2 separate regions of the Xenopus laevis genome follow, and region 1 is linked to region 2. Evidence: chromatin contacts called from public Hi-C data. All regions are on one chromosome and are shown on one strand. Each heading gives the region's core, a stretch centred on a gene start, on an enhancer-like site or on the middle of the called end of the contact. The rest is flanking DNA. Distances are from core to core; before and after follow the strand shown.

What was found. A called contact is a pair of places that touch in the nucleus more often than the background predicts.
Region 1: a Hi-C map of the XL177 cell line shows a contact between it and region 2, with 2.1 times the contacts expected there. The contact joins two enhancer-like sites. A contact is called at or near these places in 2 of 4 Hi-C or Micro-C datasets (the XL177 cell line and the XTC cell line).

What each region holds. Positions count from the first base shown.
Region 1 is chr5L:53,601,123-53,605,255 of Xenopus_laevis_v10.1, forward strand. The region is part of intron 11 of arid1b.L (AT-rich interactive domain-containing protein 1B); the gene reads left to right. Among protein-coding and RNA genes, the nearest start is that of LOC121393668, 85 kb to the right of the region's middle. Within about 2 kb of position 1,934, at least 1 of the 7 cell types and tissues checked has an H3K27ac peak or open chromatin away from gene starts, as enhancers often do.
Region 2 is chr5L:53,508,648-53,512,186 of Xenopus_laevis_v10.1, forward strand. All of the region lies in intron 1 of arid1b.L (AT-rich interactive domain-containing protein 1B), which reads left to right. Among protein-coding and RNA genes, the nearest start is that of LOC108716709, 120 kb to the left of the region's middle. Within about 2 kb of position 1,839, at least 5 of the 7 cell types and tissues checked have an H3K27ac peak or open chromatin away from gene starts, as enhancers often do.

The DNA.
Region 1 (4,133 bases), core at 684-3,183, 93 kb after region 2:
GACCAAGGGCTGCACAACGGGGGTTGTTCAAATAGAGATGCAAACTCTGGGATTTACCAAGCCTGCCTCTCCAACCATTAGCAGCACCTCTACCCATACTAATGTTGTACACATCGGGGGTGCTAACTAAGTGAGCGACTTACACAACCCCTCTGATTTAGGCCCCACTGACCCTTTTGGTTATGTGCTTCTAAGGGGCGATTTGTGTTGTATAACATTGCATGTAATCTACTACCCCGATTACCCCCATATTTATTACTGAATACTGTTTAAACTGTTTTTTTGGGGTGACCTCCAGTAGCATACATTTACCACTTATCTTTACCATCAGCCCACTACCCCAAGTTAATCCGTCTCCCCGGTCCTAACCATGTTTTAATTATCACTGGACTTTTTTATCTTATTTATCAGTAATAAAAGTTAAGTTAAATGGTGTATAAATACGAGCTTGTGGACATGCTTGATGGGAGGGTGCAAATACATGGGTCAGTTCTTTCTCTTTCTTGTTCTCTCTTGAATTACCACTTGACCCTGCACACCATCTTCTGTTTTTCTCATTTGATGGGAGGTGCTCCCCAACTTCTTTTCTACATTTAATTTGGACCCTAGCTACTAGGAAAAAAATTTCCCTGCTATTTGTCTATAATGTCCTCTAATGTACTTGTAAACATGATTTCCTTTTTCTCTGTAATAATCCCAATTTAGATATAATTCATTAATTAATATAATTATTTAATGTTTCAATGATTTTTAGCTGATTCAAGGTATAAGGATCTAAATTACAGAAAAAAATTCTTATTTCGGAAAACCCCAGGTCCTGAGCATTCTGGATAACAGGTCCCTATAACTGTATTTATTTTGCATGTTTATAATGCCATCACAGTTGGAATAAAATCATATATTTTGGTGTTGGCTGAAAATTCTATTTAGTCCTACGTTTACTAATCTTTGCCATAGAAATATTTTTTTTAATAGAGAAGTAAAGTTGTTGACCACTTGGGGTGCCAAATGTTAGGCACCCCCAAGTGAATGTATGTTCTTACCTGAAACCTCGGGCTGGTGCTCCTATCAGCAGAAAACTGCACCGGCTCGGGGTTATTCCAATGAGCACCATGGAGCGATCCTCTTCCAGCTTCTTCTTTCTTCTCATGGCAGCACATGCGCATTAGAGTAAAAAGCCGAACTTGAACTAAAAATTTGGCTTTTTCATTCCACTGCACGAGTCTGCCCCAGGAAATTTGATGAAAGAAGAAGCCGGAAGAGAATCGCTCCGTGGTGCTCGCTGGAATAACCCCGGGCCAGTGCAGTTTTCTGCTGATAGGAGCACCGCCCTATCAGGTTTCAGGTTAGTAAATACATTCACTTGGGGGTGCCTAACATTTGGCAACCCCAAGTGGTGAACGACTTTCCTTCTCCTTTAAATATAAAGTTTTGCGCTTAGTAAGAAACTCCACATGGCCCCTGGAACACAAAAAGTGGAGCATCCAACATTTCTGTACAATGTGCTTCTTGCCAAGCGCACATGGGAGTCCCCAGTATTTACAGTTCCTGTACAAATGTGAAAAAAAAACAGTAAATCTTTACATTTTACATGTGCTAAACGCCATAGTATTTTCCAATACAAATAACAGCCTTGCTTCAGATGTATATTATATGCCCAGTCATGGAAGGGAATTCCACTCAGTAGGTATTGAGAAAAGGAAATAAAAGAGGCCAATGAAAGCGTAGCTGAGAGCCTGGCCCTAATCAGTGAGCTTACAAAAACCATTAATCTTTGCAGGCATGAAACAGGCTGATTTTGCTATTATTAGCTGACAGGTGATGTCACAGAATCTGTCCAGAAGCCAACAGGGAATCCCAAGCAGAGGAAGGGAGGGGGTTGTTCATGGGTTTCCCTTCTTTAGTAAACAAAGATGTCCTCATTGTGACCTCTGCTCAGAGAAGAACTAGTGACGTGTGGGTGCTCGCAATTTCCTCCCACCCCACCCTATCCCTCTACCTCAGCCAGAATTAGGCCAGTAGGTTCATGCTGTGTAAATTATCCTCCCAGTGTGGTGCTGGCTGCTCACTCTGAGAAATGCACTGCACTTAACCTCTAATAACCTCTCCTTTGTTTACTCTATAGCATGCTCCTCAGACTGCAGCCAGTAGGTATGCATAGCATCTCTCTCACATACTCACCTACTGTCTGCCAGAGGTTTCTCCTGGCACAAGGACTTGGATGCTAGGCTGCTTTAGTTTCAGTCATTGTGCAGCTACGTCCATTATATATAAACTCTGTGAGGCTGTTGGCATTTTCCTCATGTAGTCGCTCTAGGAAAAATTCTTTAATCTAAAATCACCACAGAATATGCACTATTGTTCTGTGAGGCACAAACTGACCTTCCGAATCTGTAGTAAATTCAAAAATTAATCATCACTTACAACAATTTAGGCAGTTTTTGGCCTTACGTAACTAATTAAATATAATTTCTTCCATGTTGGTAAAGCATTACAGAATAATATGCTGGCATGTGTTATGATAAAACTGGCCCTACTGTGTGTGTGAATGCGATAGGAATTTATAGGGACAAGGATAGGGTTGCCACCTGGCCGGTATTTTACTGGCCTGGACGGTAATTTACTGGCCTGGCCGGTAATTTACTGGCCTGGACAGTAAAAATGTTGCTTGAGTGTGGGATGGGGGGGAGGCCGCATTTTTCCATATGACCAGGACTTGCTCGCAAGTTAATAAATTCTGGGTAGCCATAGTGAAATATATGTCTGATGAACTAGCCTTCCAAGGCCCCTGTACCCCGGAAGTATGTCTCCTTGGACTAGTCGACGATCTACTGCCTCTCAATAACACCTGATCGTTAATTAGGGTGCTACTATTTTACGCAAAGAATGATTAAATGGATGGCGCCCCAATTCCCCACAGTACTGGCATGGCGAAAAATGATTAACAAAACGCTTCCATTGATGAAGCTTACAAATGAGGGAAGAGGATGCCCGCAGAAATTTGATAAAGTCTGGACCCCGTGGTTGGAGGCGAATCCAGAGGAACAAATGAATTAGTCATGTATGGGAGAATTAAATCCCTGAGTAGGGAAACTAATTGGCCCCAAAATTGGTAACTGATAAAACAAAAGCGCCCACTGAGTTATATTTGTAAATTGATACTACTATAATCTTTATGTGAACAATTTCTACAGTCTTGACTAATGTAGAATTTGATGGTGCTTATTTGTTGTTTCTATCCACTTTATAAAGTTAAAAGCATAAATAAAATCTTTAATAAAAAAAATGTTGCTTGATGCCAATGTTATTTATAGGGAAAAACCACAAAAATATAGGAAGACCAGTATTTTTTTCCAGAAAAGGTGACAAGGACTGAGGTGAATGATGTATAATCTCTGTAAAGAGCTGCAGAATATGTTGGCACAGTATAAAAAAGGACAATAACAAAGAACAGCATTGCCATCTCTCCATATAAGCAAAAAACTCACTACTGTTGTAGAACCACAACTGTAATAGCTTAAAGGCAAGGAAAGCCAGAATCTCTGGGTGTCAGTGTTCCCAGTAGTGTTTTTTTAACCATGTACAAAAAAATGTTCATTTGTGCTCTATTTTTTAAAACCATGTGCTCCCCTTTAAAATCTTTGTATGCAAAGAGAAGTGTGTGATTCAAAATTATATATTCACACAAAATTCTTTGTGCGCACCACAATTAGTTGTTTGAACTGGCACAGCTTAGTGCTGGGTGGGTACCAATTTTTTGACATCCTCACGGAATCAAATAACTTTTTTGTATTGCAGACTGATCCTTCTTTCATGGGGCAGTAGTATAATGTACTGTTATGTTCCTGTAGTGAGTACTCTCAATTTAAAGGGGAAGGAAAATTATAATCACCGGTGGGTTCCAAATGTTAGGCCCCCCCCCCCCCAGAGATTATATAGTGAATAAAGTACCCCCTCTTGTAAAATATAAGGATATTATATGTTACCGAGGAGTTTCATGACCATATAAAAACACGAGGCCGAAGGCCGAGTGTTTTTATAGAGGTCATGGAACTCCGAGGTAACTTCTAATATCCTCATATTTTACAACTGGGGGTACTTTATTTATTATAATACACAAATTTCAGTGAGTC
Region 2 (3,539 bases), core at 589-3,088:
GGCAGAAATTCCTTCATTCCCTGACTGTGCAGGCGGTCTGCAGGTATAGTAGGGTGGTGGGTGCAGGTGTTGGGGTCTGGAACAGGCCTAACTGACCAAACCGGGACAGGATTCTAGCTTAGGTGGACTTTAAATCAGCTTCCAAGAACACACTCTGAAGTATTTTGTTTGATAGCTCAAGTAGAGGGCTACTTGTGGTAAAGGGGAAGTGACCAATGACACATCATGGAACACTTTGAACTTTTCTTACCACTTCCTACAGCCCTTCTGTAGTGTCACAGTGCCACATGACAAGATGCTGGATGAAGTATTACAAGTAGGATTGTGATAGCAATGGGAAAAAACATGCATAACCCTAGCAGCCAAAATCCCCCTCAGGGTTTGCTCATTGCCTGTACTTACAGACATCATAAAACTGCATCAACATTGTACTGAGTTCAATATGGCGCAAACAGTTTAGTGGGTCCCTTAAGGTATCACCGTAAATTTTTTTGTTTTTTGTCAGTCTTTTTTCAAACACAATTTTGAAACACAATTTATTATTTAGTAGCATGCAAATGTAATTGTAGGTGGATTTGAGTTGAAAAGTATGCCACCACCCATTACAATGTTTATAAATTCGTAATTACTTAAAATACTTGAAATATAATTGACATTTTTGATGTGCCTAGAGTCTTCATGGCACTAAATATTACAAATACTATTTTTTCATGGTGTTTTTATCACAAGTGACACCAGCTATCATGATGAGGTTGAGGCATAGGGTAAAGTTTAACTGGGTAGATAATTGTCACTGTGGGTGATTTCTCATTTCAGCATATGCTCACAGAAATTTTATTTTTATTTCTTATTTATTTTTTTTTTTTTAACTGACATGCTTTGTTTTTTTAAGACCTGATACAGCAAAGGTTTTGCATTGTTGAATTTCGTACAGCTGGAGCATCCCTAGAAGGGCCCCATTTTCCTGTGCTCGCTCTGTGTGCCTGTAAATGTTTCTCTCTCCTCCCCCTTTCGCTTCTTTCCATGCTGGCCTGCATGTCAGCTTCAGAGTTAATCATTCACCAGCGTGACAACTTATCTATTTTTATTGGTTGCCAAGGACTGTTTTGGAGAGGAGGCTGCAATGGTGAAAAAACCATGTGAAAGATAGAGACACTGGGTAAAAACAAACCCCTGCATATAGACAACATTGGTAATCACACTATCATAATAACAGTAATAGACTGTGACAAGCCATTTACTGATAATCTATATTCTCCAAACACAATTGCCGCTATTCATTGTTTTTCCCTGTGGTTTTTATACCAAACACGTAATGGTGGGCTGAGATTAATATTTATATCTTTCTATGTTTTGGGGTTGTTTCTTTTATCCCTAGGATAGAAATGAAGGTGTGTACAGGAGCCTTGTCCCTTTTTTATTGGTAGAAAGTAACAAAAAATGTTTTCTTCAAATTTATCTAGGTGCTTTGAGGAGTTTTTTTTCCTTCAGCATTTCTTCATTTTTATTCTTTATTCCTCCCCCCAGCCTCATGTCACTTTTATTTTTCTCCCTCCCCCGCAAAGTCAACTGTCAGGGGAACAGAAATCTCTCAGCCTGACAGAGTTGGGGGTGGAGGGGGGGGGGGAAATCAGCCCAGTTTCCTCAGAAACCGCAGCTGCTGCCTGAGTAGAAAACACGTCAAGCCGGCCCTCCAACATGCACAGCTGTGCCTTTGTAAAATCCTTATAAATGTGCAGAAGGACACAGTGCTGGGGGCAAAATCCCTCCCCTCAGAGGAAGAGGCCAATGCAAATGGCAGCACCCTCTCCTCAGAGAAAGAGGCCAATGCAAATGGCAGCACCCTCCCCTCAGAGGAAGAGGCCAATGCAAATGGCAGCCTGGAGCTCGGTTCCACCATGTAGCTCTTCTTTCTGATCCCCCTCCCCACCATATTGTGCAGTTTTGACACTGCCTCAAACTCACACAGAAAATAACTTTGTGTACATGTGTGCCTTCTTGCTACTTCATGTAAATGTTTGAAATGCAATGAATGTGATTGTCATTGCACAAGGTCTTGCTTTTGGTACTGTACCACTGCCGCCTATTCTGTATACAATCAGTTAAGGCCATGGTGTTGTGCAGCTTCGTTTTACTTTGATGGTTGTTCACAGATCAATTCTGTGCACAAGAAAATTATATTGTGGGATTTGTGTATTTTATTTAGATTTTATCCCACCTCTAAGCACATATCTGTATGAGTTGTAACTTGCTTTGTATAATTAAATTGAGTAGATGAGAGAGAAGTGAAAGGAGTGGAAATCTGAAAGCGGATGAGAGAGACGTAGAAGGAGGGGGTGTTGTTAAGGAGGTGCAGTCGGCAGAGAGGAAGCTAAGAGGGCAGGAACATGTACTGCTGAAGCAGACAAAACTAGGCCTGGCAGCTCTGGCTGTGGGGGATGGTGGGACGGCGGCTGCTTGATACTGGCTGGTTTCTAGGCTCTGGAGCAGCTGTGGGAGCAGAGAGCAGGATGCCACTTACACAGCACACACTTTGCCCCCATTAGTTTCATAGTCACTTTTGATATAGCTCACTCGTGTGCATTTGACGCATTTGTTTGGCATTATAGGTCTTTTTTTTTTTTTTTAATAAAACCATAAGGGAATCAAGACAGTAACACAGTACTAATCTGCTGTGTTATTAAGTTTATTTATCAAACTATTGTTAAGCAAGCATCCTGTATCGGGCAGATGCAGGCACTTCATTAAACTGGCTCTCCAGCAAACAATGGCAATAAAATATGGTTTGCATAATGACAGATAAAAAAGAATTAAACATTTTCAACGGTATTAGTGTTATTTGTAGCAGAAGCCAGCCCTCCTGTAGCCCAAGGCTTCAGCTCCCACAATGACTTGCATGGTCTGGAGAAGGGCCTCTGTGCAGAGAAAAGAAATAAATAGACAGTCTCTAACACCTTTATAACAAATTCCTTTTTAATGTATATTGCAAATTTGCTTAGAATTGCATTTTCTTTTATTATGCAAAATGTATTAGTTATTGTTTCCCTTTATAATGAAGGCACCTGTAACCTAAATAAAAAAGTTATCATCATTGTTTATGTTCACTGCTATGCGATATACCAGAATCACATAGTTGAATTAGGTTAGCAAAAGAGTTAAGCTTTACATTTTTTTTCTGTTTTTGCATGTGCCATTATGAGAGAACATTAGGTGGCAGTCTATTCCAAGCATGGTCTCATTCCCACAGTACAGGCACTGCAGATCTCCTATGTACTAGGGAAAAGTAAGAATAAAACTGTGTGCTTGATGTAAGTAGTGTAAGCTAAGAGTTTATAGCAGGGACTGAAAATTGTGCTGCTGTATTAATAGATCCAATTTAGTTCTGTTGTGTTCGTTTGTAGTTGGATTTTGACGTGTTATAATTGTTTGGTAGTGTTGAAGTTTCATAAATGTAACTATTAAAAATTAAATGAGGGTAAAAAGAGAGCAGTAATTGCAAGCAATCAAATGTTCTTTTGAAATAATAGGAGCCTTTAGTT